Linked DNA regions of Sus scrofa: region 1 is linked to region 2. Evidence: chromatin contacts called from public Hi-C data. All regions are on one chromosome and are shown on one strand. The core of a region is the stretch at or near the end of the contact, and the rest is flanking DNA. Distances in the headings are between cores, read along the strand shown.

What was found. Hi-C and Micro-C count contacts between places; a contact is called where the count stands out from the background.
Region 1: a contact with region 2 is called in a Hi-C map of liver, with 2.9 times the contacts expected there. The contact joins the enhancer-like site here to the promoter of TJP2 in region 2. A contact is called at or near these places in 2 of 5 promoter capture datasets (fetal liver and liver), 15 of 47 Hi-C or Micro-C datasets (alveolar macrophages, embryonic fibroblasts, fetal liver and 6 more) and 2 of 2 datasets of contacts at active chromatin or transcription factors (alveolar macrophages and skeletal muscle).

The regions. Positions count from the first base shown.
Region 1 is chr1:222,539,766-222,543,168 of Sscrofa11.1, reverse strand. The region is part of intron 2 of TJP2 (tight junction protein 2); the gene reads right to left. Among named protein-coding and RNA genes, the nearest start is that of TJP2, 67 kb to the right of the region's middle. Within about 2 kb of position 1,533, at least 13 of the 83 cell types and tissues checked have an H3K27ac peak or open chromatin away from gene starts, as enhancers often do. A contact at or near this core is called in fetal liver and liver, where this site is marked.
Region 2 is chr1:222,472,603-222,476,053 of Sscrofa11.1, reverse strand. TJP2 (tight junction protein 2) reads right to left here and starts at 1,404. Exons shown (of 23, transcript NM_001206404.1): 1 at 973-1,404.

The DNA of each region.
Region 1 (3,403 bases), core at 284-2,783, 67 kb before region 2:
TTAACCGGGAGGACGTCTACATTCATAACTTCTCAATTGGCCCCTGTTAGCAGTCACCTTCCTAGACCGAAACCAGAAGCAAATCACCCCTTCAGTCCTCAGACTCACCCTCTTCTCCATCCAGCTTTCCCACAGCCAAGAGGGACCCCAGACAAGAGCGTCCTTATAAAGCCAGAATTTTTCACAACCCAGCATCTGACATACCTATTCCCAGATGGAAGAAGAATAGGCCAGAAACCCAGCACCCTGTTTTTGGAAGTTCTAAACCAGGGCGGAGCAAACACTTTCTTAAGGGGCCACATAGTACACATTTTTGGCTCTGCAGGTAAGAGGATATTACCTCTTATACAACCATTTCAAATGTAACCATTTAGGGAATTCCTGTCGTGGCGCCGTGGTTAACGAATCTGACTAGGAACCATGAGGTTGTGGGTTCGATCCCTGGCCTCAATCAGTGGGTTAATCAGCATTGCCATGAGCTGTGGTGTAGGTCACAGAGCCGGCTTGGATCTCACATTTCTGTGGCTCTGGTGTAGGCCGGTGGCTTACAGCTCCGATTGGACCCCTAGCCTGGGAACTTCCATATGCCGCAGGAAGGCCCTAGAAAAGGCAAAAAGACAAAAATAAATAAAATAATCAATCGCTGGCCTCGCTCAGCGGGTTAAGGATGCAGTGTTGCTGTGAGCTGTGGTGTCCCAGACTGAGCTTGGATCTGATCTTGCTGTGGCTGTGGTGTAGGCCAGCAGCTACAGCTCTGATTTGACCCCCATCATGGAAACCTCCATATGCCAAGGGCGCAGCCCTAAAAAGACAAAAAATAAAATAAAAATTAAAAAAATGAAACATAACCATTTAATCCAGCGTGTCACTACAGCAGCTGGGGTTGCTGCTGTGGTGTGGGTTCCATCCCTGGCCGGGAGAACGTTCACGTGCTATGTGCCACAAGAGGGCCTCCCTCCACCACCACCAAAAAAAATGCAACCGTTTAAAAAGGTAGGAACAATTCTTGGAGAGCAGGCAGGAAAAAATACACCACCACCACCCAACCAACAAGGCAGCTGGCTGTAGTTTGCTAACCCCTAGTCCACATTTCTGCAAAATTTAGTTAATTGACTGCTAACAGATGTGCAGGTATCTGTCCACCAAGACACAAAGTTTACCCAGCAAGGTGCTCACAACTAGCACCGAGGGAGGTTCACACACTTGATTCCTGCTTTCCTCCACCTTGATTTTTTCACTTCTATCTTCAATAAGCCTTCGGACTGTTCTCGGCATCCAGACACTATTTGGGGATAACCTTGTTTCATTTGCTTGTTTCTGTCTTTACTTAATGAGGGCTAAGTCATTAGTGGGTGCATAATCCAAAAGTCAGGTCAATTCAGAGTGAACTACACTTGGTTTCTGGTAGCAATGGAATGTCTCTGGTTATATTTTACCTTGGGAAAAAAAAAACAAACCTGAACTTGTTCTCTGTTTCCAATCATATACTGCAGGGGAAGCTGGCCTGAGATCAAAATCCTGCTTCAGATAATCCTGCAAGTGGATAATTAACTACAGGTGGTAGCATTATCAACCTGCATGTTGGGCAAGACACTGTGTGAAAAAATGTGTTACACACAAAGAAGTAAAAGCCTTGGCTCCTGATCTCAAGCTGGGTTGCTGTCTGTGCACTCTCACAAAAAGACAGTGACGATTTGGCACCCACAGCCCCAAGGCAAATGCCACTTGAGGAGAAATTTTTATTTTATTTTATTTTATTTTTTTTTTGTCTTTTGTCTTTTTTGTTGTTGTTGTTATTGTTGCTATTTCTCGGGCCGCTCCCGCGGCATATGAAGGTTCCCAGGCTAGGGGCTGAATTGGAGCTGCAGCCACCAGCCTACGCCAGAGCCACGGCAACGCGGGATCCGAGCCGCGTCTGCAACCTTCACCACAGCTCACGGCAACGCTGGATCGTTAACCCACTGAGCAAGGGCAGGGATCGAACCCGCAACCTCATGGTTCCTAGTCGGATTCGTTAACCACTGCGCCACGACGGGAACTCCCTCTTGAGGAGAAATTTTTAAAAGAGAGGGTGAAAACACTAGAAGTTTCCACTGCCTACCATGAAGTCTGTCTGACTCAGAATCCGGTCAGAAATATATATCCAGCCTTTGTCATGGCTGAGCTTAGAACCAAAAATCAACACTTCAAATAGTGTCAGCCTTAGTAGGCTATCTATGAAAGTTCATCAAACTCATCAATTCTGGGTCTTGGGGGGAAGAAAGCCATGTAGTGAAGCAGTGAAGAAAAGACAAAAGCACTCTTAATTCCAGGGGGGACAGGAAAGAAACAGTTTGCACTTAGAAGCTTCCAACTCTTTTTACCCCATGGGCTTGGCTGCTCTGGTTTTCAATATCCTCCTACCCTAAAGCATCCAAAGGTGAACCCCCAGGACTCCATAACATCTGCTCCATCACCAAAATTCCCTCTCTATCTGTACCATCAACAGGAATTCAACAATATATTCCATCTCAGCTAGATAGCACAAAGAGCTGACCTACTTCACACTAAAGTGTGAATGTCTGGTAACCTCTTAGAGGTATTTGATGTTTTTCAAAGGATAGACTCTTACCCTGAGAAAACTTGTGATGGGATTCTCATCCTTAACAGGGATGTTCCCCAAAAAAGCAGCACATCTAAGACGAATGTTCTTCTGAATCCCACAACCATATACTTGGTAGCCACAACAAGTTTTTCTTAACATGAGCAACAACTGTTTTCTGTGGGAAACAGCCTCTAGTTAGTCAATTCTAACTAGAGGCTGTAGACTTGAAGAGACTCTGTTTCACCTGGCAAGACAGTCTTAACATTTCTGTAACAACTGTGATTTAAGTTAGTTGTCTATGTAATCTACTTACCCGTAAGGCTGTGTCTCACTCATCTTAGTCTTTGGGGGTGTCCTACAGTAATGGACACACATGGGTCACTTAAGAATGAAAACACCTCTTAAAAACATTGATATGTTAATCGCAACTCACAATTCCCTAGAGGAAAATTTCCATATATTACTACTGTATAGCATAGGGAACTATATCCAACTTCTTGTGTAGAACATGATGGAGAATAATATGAGAAAAAGAATGTGTGTGTGTGTATATATAGGTATGTGTATACACACACACACACACATATATATGACTGAGTTCCTTGGTGTACAGCAGAAATTTTCACAACATTGTAAATCAACTATACATTAAAAATTTCTTTCAACCCCTTGCCTGGGAACCTCCATATGCAGCAGGTGAGGCCCTAAAAAGATCAAAACAATAAAAAGAGAAAAAAGCTAAAAACAACCACCCCAAAAAATTTCTATATACTTTCAGTGATAATGTGTAAAATCCTACAAATCAACAGAGGGCTGCTA
Region 2 (3,451 bases), core at 155-2,654:
GCAGAAAGCCCTGAAGCGGACTTCAAAACAGTCTTGAAAATACCCTTCTCAAGTTTGAAGAATGCCTGGAATTCAGTGGCCTTTATCCAAATAAAGATGTCCAACTCAGTTTTAACCGAGTTCCCTATAGAAGAACTTTGCAATGCAGTTCTTGAAGACTGACAACGCCCAGCACGTAGACAAGCCCGGCCCCTCCCTTACAAATGTGTCAGAAAGTGAAGGGAGAGAAAAAAAAAAAAAAAAATTCTCCAAAACTCTGCTGCTCTGGGCGCGCGGATTCCGCTCCCGGCCTGAGCTGGCCGCACCTCCCCGGCCTCACAGTCATACCGCTCAGGTGTGCGGAGTTTTCAGGCTCCGCAGCTGTCTCCACCCGCAGCCCAGGCAGCCATCACCTGCTCTCAGCTAACCAGCAGCCCCCACCCTGCCCCCTTCGCACGCATAAATCCAAGACCCCAGCTCCCGCTTCCTTCAGATACTGCAAACGCTGACTGCACCAACAGAAACTCAGAGGCCCTTTTAATCTGGTTAAAGAGAAGCTCAACAGAAAGTGAAACAGTTCCCACCCCTTCGGGGACAAGGCGCCAGGCCAGGTAGGAAAAAGAAGGTGGCTCCCAGGCACCTGTTGCTGCCCCAGTTGCGCGCTCCAACCCACTTCTAGACGATTCCCCCAAGAGAAACCCTGTGACGCGCTGTCATCCCCCCGCCGGGGGAGGGGGAGAGGGGGAGGGGGAGGCAAAGGTCAGTTAAGAATCACCAGAAAGGAAAAAAATCAATTCCCAATAAAGTACACCTCAACTCCACAGGGACATGAGGTGATACCGACTCAATTCACTCGCACTGCCCCCTACCTCCGCCCCCACGACGGAGCCAGGGCGCAAGCGCTCCTCCACACCCTGCAAAACCCTCCCTCTCCAAAGTCAGGACCTGGGGAAGGTATCCGCGAGCCGTGAGCCTAGGCAGAAGGGTACTTGCCTGGAAGCGGGTAGTGGCTGCAGTTGGCGGAGTCCGGCGCTGGGCGAGGGTGGCTCTGCCAGGCGCTTGGGCGCCTCCGACGCGGCGCCGGCTGCTGGGCCGGTGTCCCCTGCGCTTTCCTCGCGCGTTGCCGGAGGCGCCTCGCCCGGCCAGAGTGCTGGAGGCGGCCCCGGGAATGGGCGGGCGCGAGTGGCCTCGGCTGCTGCTCCTGTGTATTATTGTGACTCAAACTATTTCCTGTTTGGAGATTTGGGAGAAAGGAAAAAAAATTCAGAGTGGGGGGATCGGGGCGGCACCGATCCAGAGAGCGGCGGTCCGGAGGGGACGAGGGTGGGCAGCGTCTTGTTACCTGCTTCCTTCAAGCCCCGGAGAGTGCCAAGAGCGCGAGCCAGGGGAGAGAAACTCCGTTTGTTGTAGCGCTACTTTGTGGGATCGGGAAGGACGGAAAGGGGCTCACACTCGCCACCCAGCGGTGGGGCAGGGACTGCGGCCACAGGGACAGTCTGGTTACTCCAGCCCGGACGCCCACTCCCTGGCCTCTTCCTTTCTCTGCAAAACTGCCACTGGGCTTTCTTTCCGCCGAAGGGCAATTGGAATTCGCTGTGCTCCTTTCTTTATTCGTAACCAGGTCGAATTTTCGATCCTCTCCAGGGAGGTGGGCAAGGAAGGGGTCAGCCTAGCAACCCTTTCAAAGACCACAGGAGGTTGGGGACCATTGTGGGTGGGTGTTTGATTGGTGGTGTTGGAGGTCTTTGTTTTTGTTGTGGGGGATGGAAAAGCAGGTTAATTATTTTGGTGGAAAGTTGACTTTTATGATCAGCTTCCGTTCCCCTCCTCCACCGACCTCACCCTTAGCCAGAATCACAGGGTCTGAGGCCCCAATCCGGAAATACCGGTTCCTCCCGCTGGGACAATAGGTGAGGGCGGGAGTGTTAACCCGAGAGCCAGTTTAGTCACCACGGAATCCCTGCTCAGCTGGGAAGGCAGAATCATCTTAGTGCCTAGGCCTGCAACTGACAAGCAGGTGCTCCTTCCTATTTAGCCTTATTAAAAAGCCTGGGAGTTCCCTTTTGGCGCAGCAGGTTAAGGACCCCTCGCGTTGTCACTGCAGCGGCCTGGGATCTCTGCTGTGGCGCAGGTTCCATTACTGGCACATGCCCTGGGCGTGGCTCCCTCCACCAAAAAAAAAAAAAGAAAAGAAAAGAAAAGAAAGAAAGAAATCCTGGAAGGTTGTGGAGACATTGTTTAATGGATGCAGAGTTTCCGTTTAGAATGTGGAGATGGATAGTGGTGTTGGTGGCACAACAATGTGAATGTACTAAATGCCACTGAATTGTGTGCTTAGAAATGTTTAAAATGGTCAATTTTATGTTATGTGGATTTTACCACCAAAAATATACATTAATTTCCTGGGAAGGTCATGCCCTCATTCATTCAAGACAGCTTTGCTTATGACTGCCAAGTCCTCCTCCCCTCCTCCCTACACAAACTTTTGCCAGAAGTAATGGTATGAATTAAAACTCAAGTTCATTTGGTTTAGATTTCTGGGAATACCTATCAACAAGTTATTCCAAGAAGTGAGTAGACTGAACCTAGAAGACAGTACAGTTTTTAAAAAGATGAACTGTAGATTGTCAGAAACATAGTGCTGACGAGATGAATAAAGGTGTATATAGTGCCTTATTATTTATCTAAGAAAGCAAGAACACATACATTTGCTTATGGATTTTTTAAGTGGAAAGATAAATTATTAAATCAAATAGTTACCTTTTTGGGAGAGATGAAACAAGTATAAGGAAAGAATAAGGATAGAAGCTAGACTTCTCTGTATCTTGTTTTGTAGATTTGACTTTGGAATAACGTAAGTTTTACAGAATTATGAAAAATCAAAAATTTAAAAACCAAAACGCAACAAATGAATGTAGGTATCAAGTTGGTGGCTTAACCAGGTAAAGGGAAATCATGTCGGGTGACTTTATTATTATTATTATTATTGTTTTTTGGTTTTTTTTGTCTTTTTAGGGCCGCACCCACAACATATGGAGGTTCCCAGGCTAGGGGTTGAATTGGAGCTATAGCCGCTGGCTTACACCACAGCCAGAGCAATACCAGATCCGAGCCTCATCTGCAGCTGACACCACAGCTCACAGCAACACCCGATCCTTAACCCACTGAGCGAGGCTAGGGATTGAACCCACAACCTCATGGTTCCTAGTCAGATTCCTTTCCACTGCACCACGACAGGAACTCCCCTGTCAGGTGACTTTAAAACACAATTTTTTTTTTTTTTTTTTTTTTTTTTTTTTTTTTTTTTTGCTATTTTAGGGCTGCACCTGCAGCATATGGAAGTTCCCAGGCTAGGGGTCAAGTCAAAGCAGCAGCTGCTGACCTCAAATCCTCATGAATCCTGGTGTGGTTTGTTAATGGCTGAGCCACAAAGGGAACTCCCTAAAACACAGTTATTTAATGCTACATCCCT